2 separate regions of the Gossypium hirsutum genome follow, and region 2 is linked to region 1. Evidence: chromatin contacts called from public Hi-C data. All regions are on one chromosome and are shown on one strand. Each heading gives the region's core, a stretch centred on a gene start, on an enhancer-like site or on the middle of the called end of the contact. The rest is flanking DNA. Distances are from core to core; before and after follow the strand shown.

Evidence for each region. A called contact is a pair of places that touch in the nucleus more often than the background predicts.
Region 2: a Hi-C map of leaf shows a contact between it and region 1, with 1.8 times the contacts expected there. The contact joins the promoter of LOC107909020 here to the promoter of LOC107886897 in region 1. A contact is called at or near these places in 2 of 34 Hi-C or Micro-C datasets (leaf and seedling).

What each region holds. Positions count from the first base shown.
Region 1 is chrD02:66,910,031-66,917,884 of Gossypium_hirsutum_v2.1, reverse strand. LOC107886897 reads right to left here and starts at 4,974. Exons shown (of 3, transcript XM_016810995.2): 1 at 4,286-4,974; 2 at 3,948-4,078; 3 at 1,614-2,694. The coding sequence starts at 4,504. The coding sequence ends at 1,890. It overlaps LOC107886898 (photosystem II stability/assembly factor HCF136, chloroplastic), which reads right to left. Exons shown (of 9, transcript XM_041089049.1): 9 at 7,625-7,854.
Region 2 is chrD02:67,082,780-67,090,633 of Gossypium_hirsutum_v2.1, reverse strand. It overlaps LOC107909020 (dihydroorotate dehydrogenase (quinone), mitochondrial), which reads left to right and starts at 5,222. Exons shown (of 11, transcript XM_016836384.2): 1 at 5,222-5,559; 2 at 5,876-5,961; 3 at 6,487-6,810; 4 at 6,975-7,227; 5 at 7,516-7,596; 6 at 7,691-7,798. The coding sequence starts at 5,425.

The sequences.
Region 1 (7,854 bases), core at 3,725-6,224:
ACTTAAATCCAAATTAAGGATCAAGATATAAACGCTAAGGTAGGGAAGGACATAATTGTAAACATATAAAATTGAAGGTTTTAAAAAAACAATTGTTCCCAATATCATTCAAATCCTACAAGTTTAAATTAATTTTAAGTCTACCTAATAATTATCAAAACTATCATTTTATCATTACACCACAAACTTTTTATTTGATCTTTAGGAGTTACACTTAAATACCAACCTTTAAAATTATTGTTTCAAGCTTAGGTGGACGTTAAAAAATAAAAAAAAAGGGTTTGATTGAAATGACAAGTCATAATGTCACGAGCGGCAGATCAAATCCCATGACGAATGCACAATAACTATTCTAGGCAATTGATCAAATGAGGCTTATTTGACTCACTTTAATTAGTCTGATTCGTACAACCTATGAAAAAATTTATCTACTTGAATTTTGGTGGCCCAGTGAAGCATTTTAGCATAACTAGAGTTATCAACTGATTATTGTAAATATAAAGGATAAAAATGTATAGAGTTTAAATCCCTTAAGAATCTCATCTTACAAATAGGCACTACTTTTAACTGATAATGTAATTCAATTTTATCGTTAGATCTAGGAAAGCTTAACTATAAATAGAGGTCTTCCCTTGATTTGTAATATTCCATTGTACTTTATTGTTGAGCTAAAAAATATATTTGAAAGTGTGCTACTTTCTTATGGCTTTTTAGTTTTTTCATTTGTTTTCGTTAATTTCGATGGCTTAAAGTTAAACTAATTTAGGTATATTTAAAATAATAATAATAAATCTAAAATTATATGGTTTACCATATTTAGGTTTTAATCCCATGACACCAACACCTCGTTAGATACGCCATTATTTTAAATTGACTTAATTGTTTCTAACATGGCGATTGAAAAAAAGATATTATATCCATTTTAAATTACATTGTGAGTGGTTTCGATTTAGTTTTGCTTCAATAAAAGTTTGCACATGGGTTGGGTTTTGATTTGATTGTAAAAAAGAGAAATTCAGGTTTGAGAAAATCAATCTTCTCTTTTCTCCATATTTTTTTGGTACAATGTGATTAGACTATACACGGACTCCATCAAGCAATAATTGAGCAGTTGCATATGTATTATCTTTTACCTTATTACTCTCCCTAAACCCATGTTTAATCTATAGTAAATAATTTTATTTTATTGAAATAAAAGAAAAATCTCGAGAGAGAGCGGACAATTGACAGTTTGGGATAAACCAACAACATTTCTTTACCCAAATGTAAATAATTATTTGCTTTAGCATTGATCAGTTTTTAACCACAAATAACCACATAGCATCGTTTGTGTACTCCAAAGCAATTGTAAGTGATTTCAGGACAAACCCAAGTCTCTCACCGGCACACAACAAGGGAAACTGAGATATCGCGTAATGAAACAGAGCCAATCATTTGAATTCACTTTAATCTATTTTATTATTTTATATACATAACCTGGTCCAATCATTACCGTTCTTTTTCAAGACCAAAAATCAAAAAGCATGTTTATGAATATTCATTATTTATTATTAAATTTTAATTTAACATAACACAATGATTGGAGAGTAAAATGTAAAATTGTCTAAAACATATCAAAGAAACAGAACTGGTTCAACCATTACCACCCTACAATGAAAAACGGGTCAAAAGTGGAGCAATATATTACACAAATTACATATATATATAGTTCATATTAACTATGTCAAGAGAAGCTGTTGTATCAATGGACTTCATTTTTTTTTCTTATTGTCCTTTTCTTGTATCTGTATAAACCCCTCGAAGAAGAACTAGCAATGGAGGCCTCATGAATTGCAGTCAAAATTTGGTATATGTAAATGGGGAACACAATGCAGGCGAGGAAAAGGGAGCTAATCAAGTGCTGCTTTGTTTTTACGAGCAGATATTGGCTTTGGCAATCCATCAAAAATGGGTTTTGTAATGCTTACCGTTGAGAGTGCTTGTAGATCAGGCTTCAAGTTCCATTTGGATGTTGGCCATAGGGATGATAGGCTACTACTGTCCTGGTCTTGTAAGCTCGACGTGCTTGATGACTTCCTCACTGCAGTAAATCCATCGACCACGTAACCATCTCCGAGGCCTGTTGCTGTGGTGTTGAACCCAAATACTTCGGCATCGGCTCCTGGATTAGTGCGAGTTGCTGCCTTGGATCTCTGAGCCAAGCCTTTTGCCGTTATTGTTGAAAATCCTCCATTACTGGTGTTATCCTCTTTCAATATCTTTTCAGGAGCACGGGGATTAAAGTCGGCCTCGGATTTCTGCCGTCTTCTTATCAGTTTGTCATTTGATTTATCAGGGTCATCCTTGACTTCTGCAGCAGATATGATGTCTGCTGCAATTTCACCATTCTCGTCATAAAATCCGTTAGTCACACTTCTACATTTCCGATGAAGCTTCAAAGGTGGATCAGAAGCAGAGGAGCGTTTAAGTGATGGACTATCCTCCAGATAATTACCTTCTCCTTTCCTGTATACAGCCATCTCAAAACCTTCAGATGCCACACTTTTTTCTGATGGTTTAAGGCCATAATAACCTTGTAATGAGCTCATTGCTGGAGAGACCCTTCGAGGAGGAGTCTTCAGTCTCAATGACTGGAATGAGCCACGCAAATCAGAAGGCAAATTTGGACCTGGGGACTGGTTGGCACTGCTTTGTCTGCAAAGAGTTATCTGTCATAGTAAGCTTAATTGAGAAGAACAGATCAGAATTAAGAACCAAAGAGATCAGAGATGCATCTTGCAGGATTTCAGAGGTGATAGAAATTAGAAAGAACTTTTAACAACTCATTGAAATATTGACTATCAAATTCTTAAGAACAACCGCCTTCTTGCATAACATTTCTTGTATGGCCTAAAGTGTTAAATCTAAAGGGTCATTACTATCTCAGAATCTTGTCCCCGGAAAAAAATCATATCAAGCAAAGCAGCAACAAATGAAGATTCCTAGCATGCATTCAGCAAATCAACTGAAGAACTGCAGTTCGATTAATTTACACACGGGAAGCCAGCTTCCACTACAGGCCAGTAATCAGCTGTAGGATAACTGTTGTCACAATCTCCTCCAACCACTTTGTAGCTCATGGCTATCTATGTTATGATTAGCATCATGTGAAAAATAATACCGTTTGATGCCATTTACCACTTCTAATAGTGAAAACTTTCAATGGTCATGGATGCTAGTAATAATGCCATCCAACACCAAACCACTTAAAACTCGATTTGAGATCAATTCTTGAAACGTAACAAATGTTTCCTCGCATAAGATAGCAAGTCATAGGCTTCAGAATATCTTCTCTCCAGAACTATATGCATCCTTAAGGGAAAGGAAACGCTGCTTAGATAAGGAATGTTCCAAAAAAGCAACTACTATGATGTAATTAACATTTGAATGGTAATCTTTACATGCAAATTCCAGTTGGTTCAAACAAGACTGTTATGTTGGATGAGTAAGCATTCATTATCAGTCCTGATGTGAAGGTCAATAACTTCAAAACTTAAAGAAAAAAAACATTGCTGGAATTAAAATATTAAATAAATCCTTGTAAAAGTTTGTTCTCAATGCATTAAGAATACAGCAAGAGTGGCAATTTCTTAATGACCAAACTACAAAGATGTTATAAAGAGAAAGAACTTAGTTACGTTTAACATCAAGATGATTACTTAAGGATCTCACAACTTTGCTATAAGTATGATGAAACAAATAAAAAGTGCATCGATAGTCTGAAGAAGGCAAACCCAGAAATAACAACTCAAGTCATAATCATAAGAAGACACTATGAAGCTTAACACACGCAGGTGCCAATACGGAAATGTGTATAGTAACCATCTTAACGCTGAAGTTAAGGGAGTTTTAAGTAAATTTCACGAGTGATAATAAAAATAGCATTAGCATTAAAGAAGATATAATACCCTGGCGTTTCGGAACCATTCGACAAGCAAGGTGATGGCGGATGCCGCCCTGGTAAAGGGATCTGAAGCGTCTTAAGAGCAAACATTTGAAGATCAGTAACCAGACCATTCATCTTTTTTATGTCTGCTACCTGATTATTTCAAACCCATAACAACAATTTGTCAATAACTCCAAAAAACCATAGACAATAATGGTATACTCCGATAAATAATATAGATGTAACTTCTAGGTTAACATTGGTCAATTTCCCCAACTAACTTCCCATATTATACAAGCATGTCCACTTGTAAGGAGGAAAAAAACCCTAACTTATTAAAAGAAGGATGAGTATAGTTACCTCAACACCATACTTGATTGCAACACCGGCAAGAGTATCGAACCGGGAAACCGGATGTTCGATAAAACCGGCACTGGGTAACGAAGAGGAGGGCAAGCTTTGATTCTTTTCATTCTCTGAAACACTGTAATCATTGGAAAACCTACTGTATTTATCATTCGTATAACAACTGTAGTCTCCATTCGCAATGCTATTCCGCCTCTCCCTTTCCATCTGCATAATCCCCCCAAAAATCCCCAATTTTTTACCCTAATTTCATCGATCCACTGTAATCGACCTTTTTTTCTTCTTCTTTTTTCCGATTCAATCGAAAATTAACAAGTCTAGAGTATCGAAAGAGAGAATCCAAATGAATTTCCCCCCGATCGAATTGAATCCAAATGGAATCGAAATGAATAAAAAGCAAAGCAACCAAAAAAACCCAAACTTTCGAAAGTAGTAAAAAGAGAACAAAATTGGGTTCAAATAAGGAAACGTAGATCTAAAGGGAAAGGAAGGATCGTGAAAAGGAAATGAAAGGGAACAATGGGTGAAAGATCAAAGATCCTCGCGTTCAATATTTTCTGCAAAAATAAAGAAATTAAAAGAGTTGTAATAACTGGCTGGCGTTGTACGTGTTACTATAGGAATGCTCCCACTGTAACCTAGCCTCCCTTTTTGGCCAGCTTGGCTATCCCTTTTTGTCGGTCGGTAGTATTTTTTTTTCGTCTTCTTCTCTTATACTATTTTTTTCTCAACCGCACAAAAGTAAAAATAATAATAAAAAATTAAATAATTTATTTTTTATAGTATATTTTTATCACGTTTCATGAAAACTAACTGGCTCTAATTTTATTTTATTTTATTTATCCATTCTGTTTTGGGTAATTATTTTCTCTAACTGTCAAAATCATTAAAATATTTGTCATATAAGTTTACATAATTTTTTAATTTAAAATTTAACTTTTGTATTTTTATTTTCAAAAACGTAATCTTTTTATTTTTTATTTTTAGATATAATTATTAACACAATTAAATTTATTGATTTGATATTTTTAAATAAAAATATCGAGTTAATAATCATCTAATTAAAATTATCATGTTGTAAAGAATATAAATTTAATAAAATAATTTTAATAATGTTAATATTTGGACTTACATTTTTAATTCGAAAAGTAAAGAGATTAAATTTATTAAAATGAAATTAAAATAACTAAATTTTAAATATACAAAAAATACAGAAATTTAAAGTATATTTTTAACATTTTTTACTTTACTAATAGTAAATAAGATAATAATCTCTTCTATTATTATATTAAAGATAAATTATTTATCATTTAATGAATCTCCAATGAATGACCAGAATTTTATTGGTAAAGAGAGTTTTAGAAGTTTTCCTGTTTGAGCCTCATTATGTTAGGGTATGAAAATTGATAATTTTTAGGACAGATGATTGGGTACCAAAATAAGGGACTTTGATCTCTTGTTACCTGAACCCACCTCATAATTTTGAATTGATTAAAGTGTTTAAGATGACTAATGGGATTGCCGATTGAATCTTAACTTGACTAGCATGGGTATTGTTGCCTATTGCAGGAGGAAGTGAATTTGAGTGCGTTGAAACTCATTATCCTCCTATTTATGGGGTGGGGAAGGGCTATAGTTAGTTCTAGGAATTGTATAAAAAAGAATAGATATGATCAGAACTTATAATGAAATTGTTAAAAGAAAATGTTGCAATAGTCAAATGACCAATGATCCTTCCTGTGGCATTTGTGAGTATGAGGAACAAACATTCAAACAATAAGACGGGTGGTTGGTGTCTTCCTCCAGATGTTAGGTTAAAGTGAATGTGGATGGAGTAGTTGATAGGACAACCGGCAAGGCTGCTATAGGTGGTGTTTTCAGGGACTCATATGACTTTTGAATTTTAAGATTTAACAGATGCATTTGGAGATCACCAGCACTAGTGTCAGAGCTTTGGGCGCTGGTTGAGGGTTTAGAAGAAGCTTGGCAACAGGGTTATAGGCTTGTCATTATTGAAAGTGATTGTATGGATGCGAGACAATTAGTCAAAGGAACAACGGACTTATCTCAGATTCACCACAAAAGTAAATTGTTTTGCCCAACTTAAAGAAATTTTGATAACTACATCAACATTCCAAGAAAGACTTTGAAAGATGAAAATGTTTTTATTCTTCCAAATATGCCGAATTAATCTTTTTATTTAAATATAAATTAAAGAAAAAGTGGTGAACAAGATAAATAAATAGGTAACTACTTATCATTAAATTTGTTAAGTTAATTGTATGTTTTTTAAAAAATAATTTGAAATAAAATGAAAATTACTATATTTAATTTTCATCCAAAACAATTCAAAAACACAAAATATTAAAATAGTAAATTAAAAATTAAAAATATCAACATATATTTCTACCAAACAACATAATTATACTTATCACTTAAATTTTGTTAATTAAATATAAATCAATAATTAAATAAATTATCTAACAACCAATAATGTTTTAACAGCATTTACATTTAGGGTTTGAAAGTCTTTCAACTTTTGACCTTTTATCTCAGTTTCCTAATCAGCTTTTTGTTGACTTTTTTTTCAAACAAATCCCAATGTTTTCACCAACTGGGAAAGTCGTCTCATGGTGGACAATGGAAACAAACCAAGGAAATTTTTTATTATTAAATGTTAAACATTATAACATGACAACCAAGCTTAGAAATTAAAAAAAAAAATAGGACCAAAGGGTTGTTAGATGCTTAAGAAAATAAATATGATGTTGTTCAGACTAAAAAAGAAAAAATTAAAGTATAAAATTAAAGAACCAAATTGCCTTTTTTAGTCAAAGCAAGGACTAAACTAATGCGCCGATGGCAGTGTGTAGTCTGAAAACTTGCCACAATTTTTTACGTCTTAAAAAGATTTTTTTTTCTCTTAAAAATAAGCTCAAAATTTGAGAATAAAAATATTATGAGAATTCTTATAATAAGAATCCCGTAAATTGATATTGTTAAAAATTTTATTAATTTTTACCATTAAAAATTTATCCTTGTACATTAAAGCATCATATACATGACATGTCATGTACCATTATTTAATTGTTCCATTAAGCATGTTAATTTTTTACAATACAAATAAATAATTTTTTTATAGAAAAAATTAATTTACATTTTTATTTAATGTACAAAGACTAATTTGTCTATTTTTTTAAAAAAATCGGGATAAAATACAATCTAAGTCCTAATACATGAACCTCTATAGTACTTTTACTGTTAACAGTCATGTTATCTATACGAGTATGTTTAACTTTCTTATTAACTATTTCATGAATTTAGAGGATTATATCACAAACTGATATCCATGCACATATATGAATTTTCACTTTGACAGGTATAACATTTTGTTTCTTTTCCATTTAGCAAAACATTTGCAGGAACCTAATGGAAGAGTAAAATATATAATCACATTGACCAAAAAGAAAAGCAAAGGAATAACATAATCACATTAATGGAATTTTTTTCCCCTCTCAAATATCACCACCAGGAAAGTAGTTTACATCAGCTATACAAAATTG
Region 2 (7,854 bases), core at 3,973-6,472, 170 kb before region 1:
TTGATAACAATGATTATGATAATATTAGTCAATATTAAAAGATATTAAAAATAATGAATTATTAAAAATTGATTTATTTAAAAAGAATTTGGAAGCAAAATTAAATACATAAACAATTTTGAAATCGAGAATAATAATCGACAACCTTTAAATCAAAGTTTAAATAAAATTAAAATAATAAGAGGAAACAAAATTAAATAAAATATGATAAGCTTAAAGTATTAATGTATAATGAATTTAAAATATAAAATACGGACTAAAATAATAATTTATTACATTTTAAACTATAATAATAATAAATTTAAACATTATTAAAATTAAATACTATAAGTAATATTAAAATCTATAATATGTGAAAGTAGGATTAGTTATATATATAAAAAAGTATTATTGAAAATAAAAAAAAGAATTTGTATTAAACCGAAATTTATTTCAAAACTGAGGGACTGATCCAGCAATTAAGCGCAAGCACTAAAATAATTACAATCAACCACATAAAACGGTACCGTTTCAATTTGGATCTGAGTGAAAACAAAGTTAAATGCGCCGTACAAATTACAATCAATTAAAGAAATCAAATCGTAATCTCAGTAAACATACAGGGACCTATTTAGCAAATAGACCAATTAGTCCAGCATGCGCGGATCCTACCCCGGGTTGGGTCACCGCCTGGATCTGGTCGCCAAACGACGCCGTTTTGAAGCTATTATGTTAGCAACAACGGCGACGTTTTAGTCCCGTGTTTAAAAAACTAAAACCCTCAGCATTTTCATTTCAGAAGACCTAAAGAGAACCAGTGTTCTCTGCGCCGCTCTGATGATTCATCGCCTCCGAAGACCTTCGATCTTCGCCCCAACTCCGATGGCTGCGGAGTGAGAAAAAATCCGGCCTTCAGGTATGCCCTTTCTTTTTGTTTTCTGTTTTTCTTCTTTAACAGATGATTAATGGATGTAAAACAAAAAGAAAGAAAGAAAAAAACGATCTGCGAAAAAGAGAAAAGAGAACTGAAATCACCTCTTGGAATTTTTTGATTTCTGTATTCTGAAAAATGCGTAATCCGTTTACAGCATTCGAATGGCTTTCTTATAGCCCGATTTACTGAAAATAAAATGAAAAATAAAAAAAAATCACCCCTATGCTGTTGTTTTTCTATTTGTTGTTGTTTCCGTGTGTTTTTTGCAGGTATTCGGCCAACCTGGAGATACGGAGGTGGCCGTACGGAGGTGTGCGTGGCAGCGTATACGTGGGGAAGCGTGGTACGTGGCGGTGGCGAACATGCGAGGGCAGGTGATAGGTCCTGGTTGCTGCGGCGCTGGGAGCCGAATGCTGCTAGGGTTTTGGTCTCTGTTAGGCTAGGTGTTGGGCCATCGGGCCATTAGGTTAGTTTGGGTTTAGTGTTTGGGCTAAGGTTAATTGGGTTTAGGCTAATTGGGACTTTGGATTTTGTAATCGGGTTTGGGATTTGGTTTGTAATCTGGACTGATGTTATGGACATTTAAAATTTTACTTTTATGTTGGTTTTATTTATTTTATTATTTTTTATCGGGCCGGGCAATATTGGGCCATTACAAATTTTATTGAATATATGAACAATATTTGATAGCTTAGAACGATTGGCTTTTCAATTAGAATAACTAAATCCGTAATTATTTAATTAATTCTAATACTAGTGACGAACCACATAACTCGTTTGTGTTATAATTTACGTTTATGTGGTGTAGATGTGTTATCTAGCTTAAATGAACCATGTGAGGTGAGTTTGTTGGTTAGAACTAGATCTTTCTTGTTATTAATGTCACACCACGTAATGTCAAGTTTATGTTGGTATCGTGATTTGGGATATTAATTTGAAAATGTTTATAAATTGAGCGAGCTCTAGTGAAAAAAAAAGGAATTGGTGAGTCGGTTATGGAAAGGTTGGATTTCAACCTCGATTCTATCAAGTTTGAACTAGGAATTTGTCTTAGTGGGAGACATGACGATGAGAGAGTTCTCCAAGTGGCTGTTGAATTGGTTTTGGTGAAGGAAGTATGGGTGATTTTATATATATAGGGGAGGCATTACTCTCCGATATTACTTTTTTATTTTTTGTTCTTCATTCATCTTCTTCCTTGGTCTATTCTCGAAGAGAGAAGGATTAAGGAGTCTCATGTATGGACGGTGGAGACTGAAATTTGAGCGTAAAGAATTGGAAATTTCGTAGGCTGGTAAACTTTTTAATTTCTCTATATTAATGGATTTAAGAAAGAGAATAAAGTTAAGGTTTTCTATTATCCATCGATTCTGTTCAATTATGGGTAAGGTTGCAAATAATTGCTTAATTGGCCTTTGCATGCAAAAAAATTATGATCCTTAAGATGAATTGTCTCGTTTGGAATTCTAATCTAGTTTATACATTTTGTTTGATAAGGAGGCTTAAGTAGTAAGGGAAAAGCTTATTAGATTGATTTGACGACAACTTCCAAGTGAGTTCTAGAACTCAAGCCTTAAATTGATGTTTGTATGAATTATTTTAGAAAATTTCTAGAGATATTTTTCTTATTTACAACATGGCCCAAAAGTTTAGAAAAATTACAAAATTACCCCAATGGTAACTTTTTGTGAGATTTTTTTATTCGAAGTGAGCCCACATTTGGTAGACGTGAGCTTGAGGATAGTGGAGAAGACTACTCAGTCAAAGCGTTCATCCTAAACGAATCGAAAAGGTACAATTTTGATTAAGTGTTTATTACTTTAGATATCACAACCAAGTTCTTGTTTAAATTTTTTTTTAAAACTATGGTTTTTCCCTAAATTTATTCTTCGCTACGTTTTCTAAACTTGATTTTCCAACACATGTATATAAGGATAACTTGGTATGCATAAGGTCGTTTTAGGTTTAGAGTTAAATGATAAACATAGTAATGGTTGAGTTTGAATGTTCAGCATGGCATATAATCCAATTGATGCATAATTTGGTCAAGTTTGATGTTATAAGAATGATGATCTCAAACTTGTATGGTTTGGCATGTTAAAGTTTGCAAATGAACTATTTGAAGCAGCTATGTTGATAAATGGCTTGTGAAATGGTGTACTTGAATGTTAAGTTTGAGATGCAATTAATGTATGCTTTGTTTGTTCCATCTTAGGGTCATTTAAGTGCTTGGTCCCTAAATGGTATAAGCATGGTATGTTTAAGAGGGAAAAATGTAACAAGTTGGCATATTACTAGCTAAATGAACGAATTTGCTCAAATGAAAAAAGTTTGTTTAGTGCTAACTTGAATGTTCTATTTCATATGTTCATAAACTTGAATTAACATGAATTAATATGGATTGTGGAAAGTTGTATGAATGGTTGTAGATGTTGGATTGAAAGCATGAAACTTGTGTCAAATGAGATTTTTGCCAAAACAGGGGCAACGTCGTGACCTCGAGTCCTTGACATCGTGACATGGGTCAACAATGAGTGACTTCACGATGTCAAGATGCTTGAAGTCGCAATATAACTCACTAAGTTGTTGTCGTAACAGGGAAATTGTGATGTCACAATATCGGTTCGAGATTTTGAAAACTTCACAATTTGGTTTTAATTCAACCTCAGGTTAACAAAAGAGCTTTTGTAAGCTTGAGAGAGATTCGAAATGAATATGTAACATAGTATGAACATGAACTTCACTTAATTGCATGTGTAAATAATTGTATGGTGCATAATTGTCTGAAGTTGCTTTTGCAATGAATGTAGTATCTTGTAGCTCGAACCCGATAGTCTGGTCAGATAAGTGGTGTTACAAGTCTCGTCCCTCTTATGCCCCTAAAAGCCAAGGTAATAGGTCTCATCTCTTAAGTAGAATCAATTGAATACCAAGGGAAGAGGCTTCATCCCCATGATGACAATAGCCACAACAAAAGACCTAGGCATAAGGGTTGATTGTCCTCTACATAATGAAATTACCTCTTTAGGCCTAAACAAATTATGCATGCATTATTTCCGTTTTAGGCTGCAAATGCATGTTCAGGCATAGGTATTTAAGTGTTTCAAATTCAATGCATTGTAGAAATTCAACAAATACCAAAATGTCAACACACACATACAAAACTAAAAGGCACAACAGAGTTACAAACCAACTTCATTATGAGTAAAAACAAAAGCAATAACATAACAAAGTTTAAAACCAATTCCATAAAAGTTAACAAGGCAATTTTATTAATGACTACTAATGAAACAACTTTATAACAATAGCCCTAATGTTGTTTCCAAGGAAACCTTTTAAAGCTCTAATGCCACATCAGGTGAGGCATCTTAATACCCTAACTCGTTAAAAACAATTGACAGTAAAACAACTCTATAAAAATAATGGTTTTTCAAAAGCCTCAATGGTGCTTTTGGCGAAGCTTTTTAAGGTTCCAATACCCTTATCAAGTGAGGCCTTTTAAGTCTCCAACTTGTAAAAAACATCTATTAGTGAAGTTGAGCGTAACTTGCTAAAGCTTCAACAAACAATACTACAACAAGCAAAGTGTTCAAGTATGCTTCACCAAACTTGCCTTTAAAGTTTTTGTTTTCAGGATCATTACACCAAATTCGCCTCCTAGGTGTCTTATTTTGCCTCTTTAGGACGGCTTCGCCTAGTTGCTTTCTAAGCTTGTGAAGACCACCCACAAGCCTCACAAACAAATTGACTCAAGACTACCCATTCTTACAAATTACCATCAAGTCACCCTGCCACATCCTAATGAAGTACCCATGTCTTTATAGCCACATAAGGCATCATTCTAGTAGGAAACATACCAAAACTCTCCCTCCTCTATAAAGCCTTCTCCATCACAAGAAGAGGAGACTCCACGACATGCCAAAGCTCTGCAAAATATCTCCCAAAAAGCTTCTAAGTTCATAAGATCCTTGTAAACCATCATTTCTAGTGGTTTTTTGCACTACTTACAATGTGAATCACCTTATTTTAGCAACTTTTCACATTATGGTGTGAGAACCATTCTAACAAGCTACCCCACTTTTATGTTGTAACACATTATAGAGAGATATTAAATTAAATAAAAACCATGTATAATTTTAAAATTTATTAATAATTTTCTAACTTTGTTCCCTATATTCTTTTGGAAAAAGAAAACAAAAAGTTGTGATCTAGCTTCTATTAAAAGTTGCAAAAGTTGGGAATCTTTTACTATTAATTGAAAGTGTAAAAAAGTTATTTAAGCAAATATACGGAGGTCAGGAGTAATTAAGGGTTTAGATAAAGACACCAAAAACCTCACGCCTAGCCTCCTTGTTTTTCCCAGCTCTGCTAAAACCCCTCTTAAACTCTCTCTCTCTCTCACTTTTCAATACAAAGAATCAAATTTATTTCTTTTCGCTTTTACCCACTCACCCCATATCTGCAATCTGCGTTTTTTTTAAAGTGTTGTAAAATCAATCTATTTTGATTTCATGGCAATAAGGACTGCTGGGAAATTGTTTAAAGATCTCGTGCGCCAAAGGGTTATTTCCACTTCCATAGGACCCTCTAGACATTGCTCTTCCGCTGCTGCTTCTGCCCCTAAAATCCCTCATTCTTCAAAAAAAGTAAGGTTTTTTAGGGGCGATTTTTGCTGTGTTTATGGGATTTTTGTTTTAGTTTCCATTAAAAATCTAAGTAATAAAAGTTGGGGTAAGCTTAGTTAAGGATATGGGTATTTTGGGAAGTTGTAATTAGGAGGATCAAAATGGGTTCTTTTGCTTGACCAACTTAAGGGAAGCACGTTTGATAGCATTGACTTCTTACTAATTAACTGGATTTTCTATTTCTTGTGATAGTTTAAAACATTGAATTGAGTTTATTTGGTTGTATGCATGAATTTTATGTTGTAATAGATGATATTTTATGATTTCATGGTCGTAGGGAAGAAGATTACTGACTGGAGCTACCATAGGCTTAATTATAGCAGGTGGAGCTTATGTTAGCACTGTTGATGAAGCAACTTTCTGGTACTTATTTTGGACATCCCAGTGAAATCTCTTCTTTGAAACTTTTAAACGTTTTCCATATTTTGTCTCATTTTGCAAATGAGGAGGGGTTTCCCCTTTTTGGTCTTGATTTTGTTGGATTTTGAAAAATGCTCCACTGGCTCCCCAAACTTTGATATGAAAAATACATTGGAAAATGAATGAGCCTCTTCAATGGACACATGCCTTTGCAAGTTATATGACTAAAATGGCTGTTAAAAAATCACAGTAACCTGTCAGATGGAGATTTTGTTAGTTTTCTTTATTTTCATCTCTATTTTTTCTTTTTTCATTTTTAGTCTGAATTGATAACTATTGTGGAAGAACTCAAACTAAAACAATGTGAGATAAAAATCGTTATGGCCAATAGCCTTTATCTATGCTTTGTTTTTAAAATTTTAATTAAAAGTTTTGTGGATCCATTGATAGAGATACCTGATTTTGAAATGAATCCTCATCTTATATCTCTATTTGAGACCAACTTATACAATATTTGAATCTTGGCAGTGGTTGGCTGTTCTCAGCGACTAAACTTGTAAACCCATTCTTTGCACTTTTGGATGCTGAGAAAGCTCATACACTAGCTGTTGCAGCTGCTTCTCGTGGTTGGGTTCCCAGGGAGAAGAGACCTGATCCAGCGATTCTGGGATTAGAAGTTTGGGGAAGGAAGTTTTCAAATCCTGTTGGTCTCTCTGCTGGCTTTGACAAAAATGCAGAAGCTGTTGAAGGTTTACTTGGTATGGGTTTTGGCTTTGTGGAAGTTGGATCAGTAACCCCTGTTCCACAAGAGGGTAATATCAGGCCACGCATCTTTAGACTGCGGCAAGAAGGGTAACACCAAATTCTCTTTTTGTACTGTTTCTTTTAAATATCAACTTACCTATTTTATGGAATGGGCATTAGTAAGGCAATTCTGCCTTGAGATTTGATTGCTTGAACTCATGTTGTTTGGACCTAAAGTTCTTCTATTCTATCTAACTCGATTTCTTGGTCAGTGCTATTATCAATCGCTGTGGGTTCAATAGTGAAGGAATTGTTGCTGTTGCAAAGAGATTAGGTGCTCAGCATGGTAAGAGGAAGTTAGAGACTTCGAGTTCCTCGTCACCCTCGAATGATGAAGCCAAACATGGGGGAAAAGCTGGTCCTGGAATTCTGGGAGTCAATCTTGGGAAGAATAAGACAAGTGAAGATGCTGCTGCTGACTACGTACAAGGAGTTCACACGTTATCCCAGTATGCTGATTACTTGGTAGTTCTATATTCTTTATTTGAGTTAATTCATTCCTTTCAAGTTTGCTTTGAGTACAAAAGTCTCATACCATAAAATGATAGGATTGGTTCTATTATCTAAGATGGTTGTGTAGCCTGATTTGCTTGTAATATCTTTTTCTTGCTTCTTTCTAAGGGTAGATTGATGTATATTCTTCAAAAAGAAATATCATTATGATGTATTGTTTTGAGAAGTTTTCTTTTAGTTTTTTCTTGAATTTATTTGTTTGGATCCCGTAATATTTACCTCCCTTTTCAACTTTCTTAGGTTATTAATGTTTCATCACCAAACACTCCTGGATTACGTATGCTTCAAGGAAGGAAACAGTTGAAGGATCTTGTTAAGAGGGTATAGATCTCTAGCTGTGAGCATAATCATCCTTCTGTGTATATCAGAGAGAACTTCACACTTCTCAATTTTTCTTTGCTTATTCTTGTCGAAGGTTCAAGCTGCCCGTGATGAAATGCAATGGGGTGAGGAAGGTCCTCCTCCACTGCTTGTTAAAATTGCTCCAGACTTGTCTAAAGATGACCTTGAGGATATAGCAGCGGTATGCACTAAGCTTCTACTTGTATTTAGATAATATTTCATTTCTTATTTGTATCA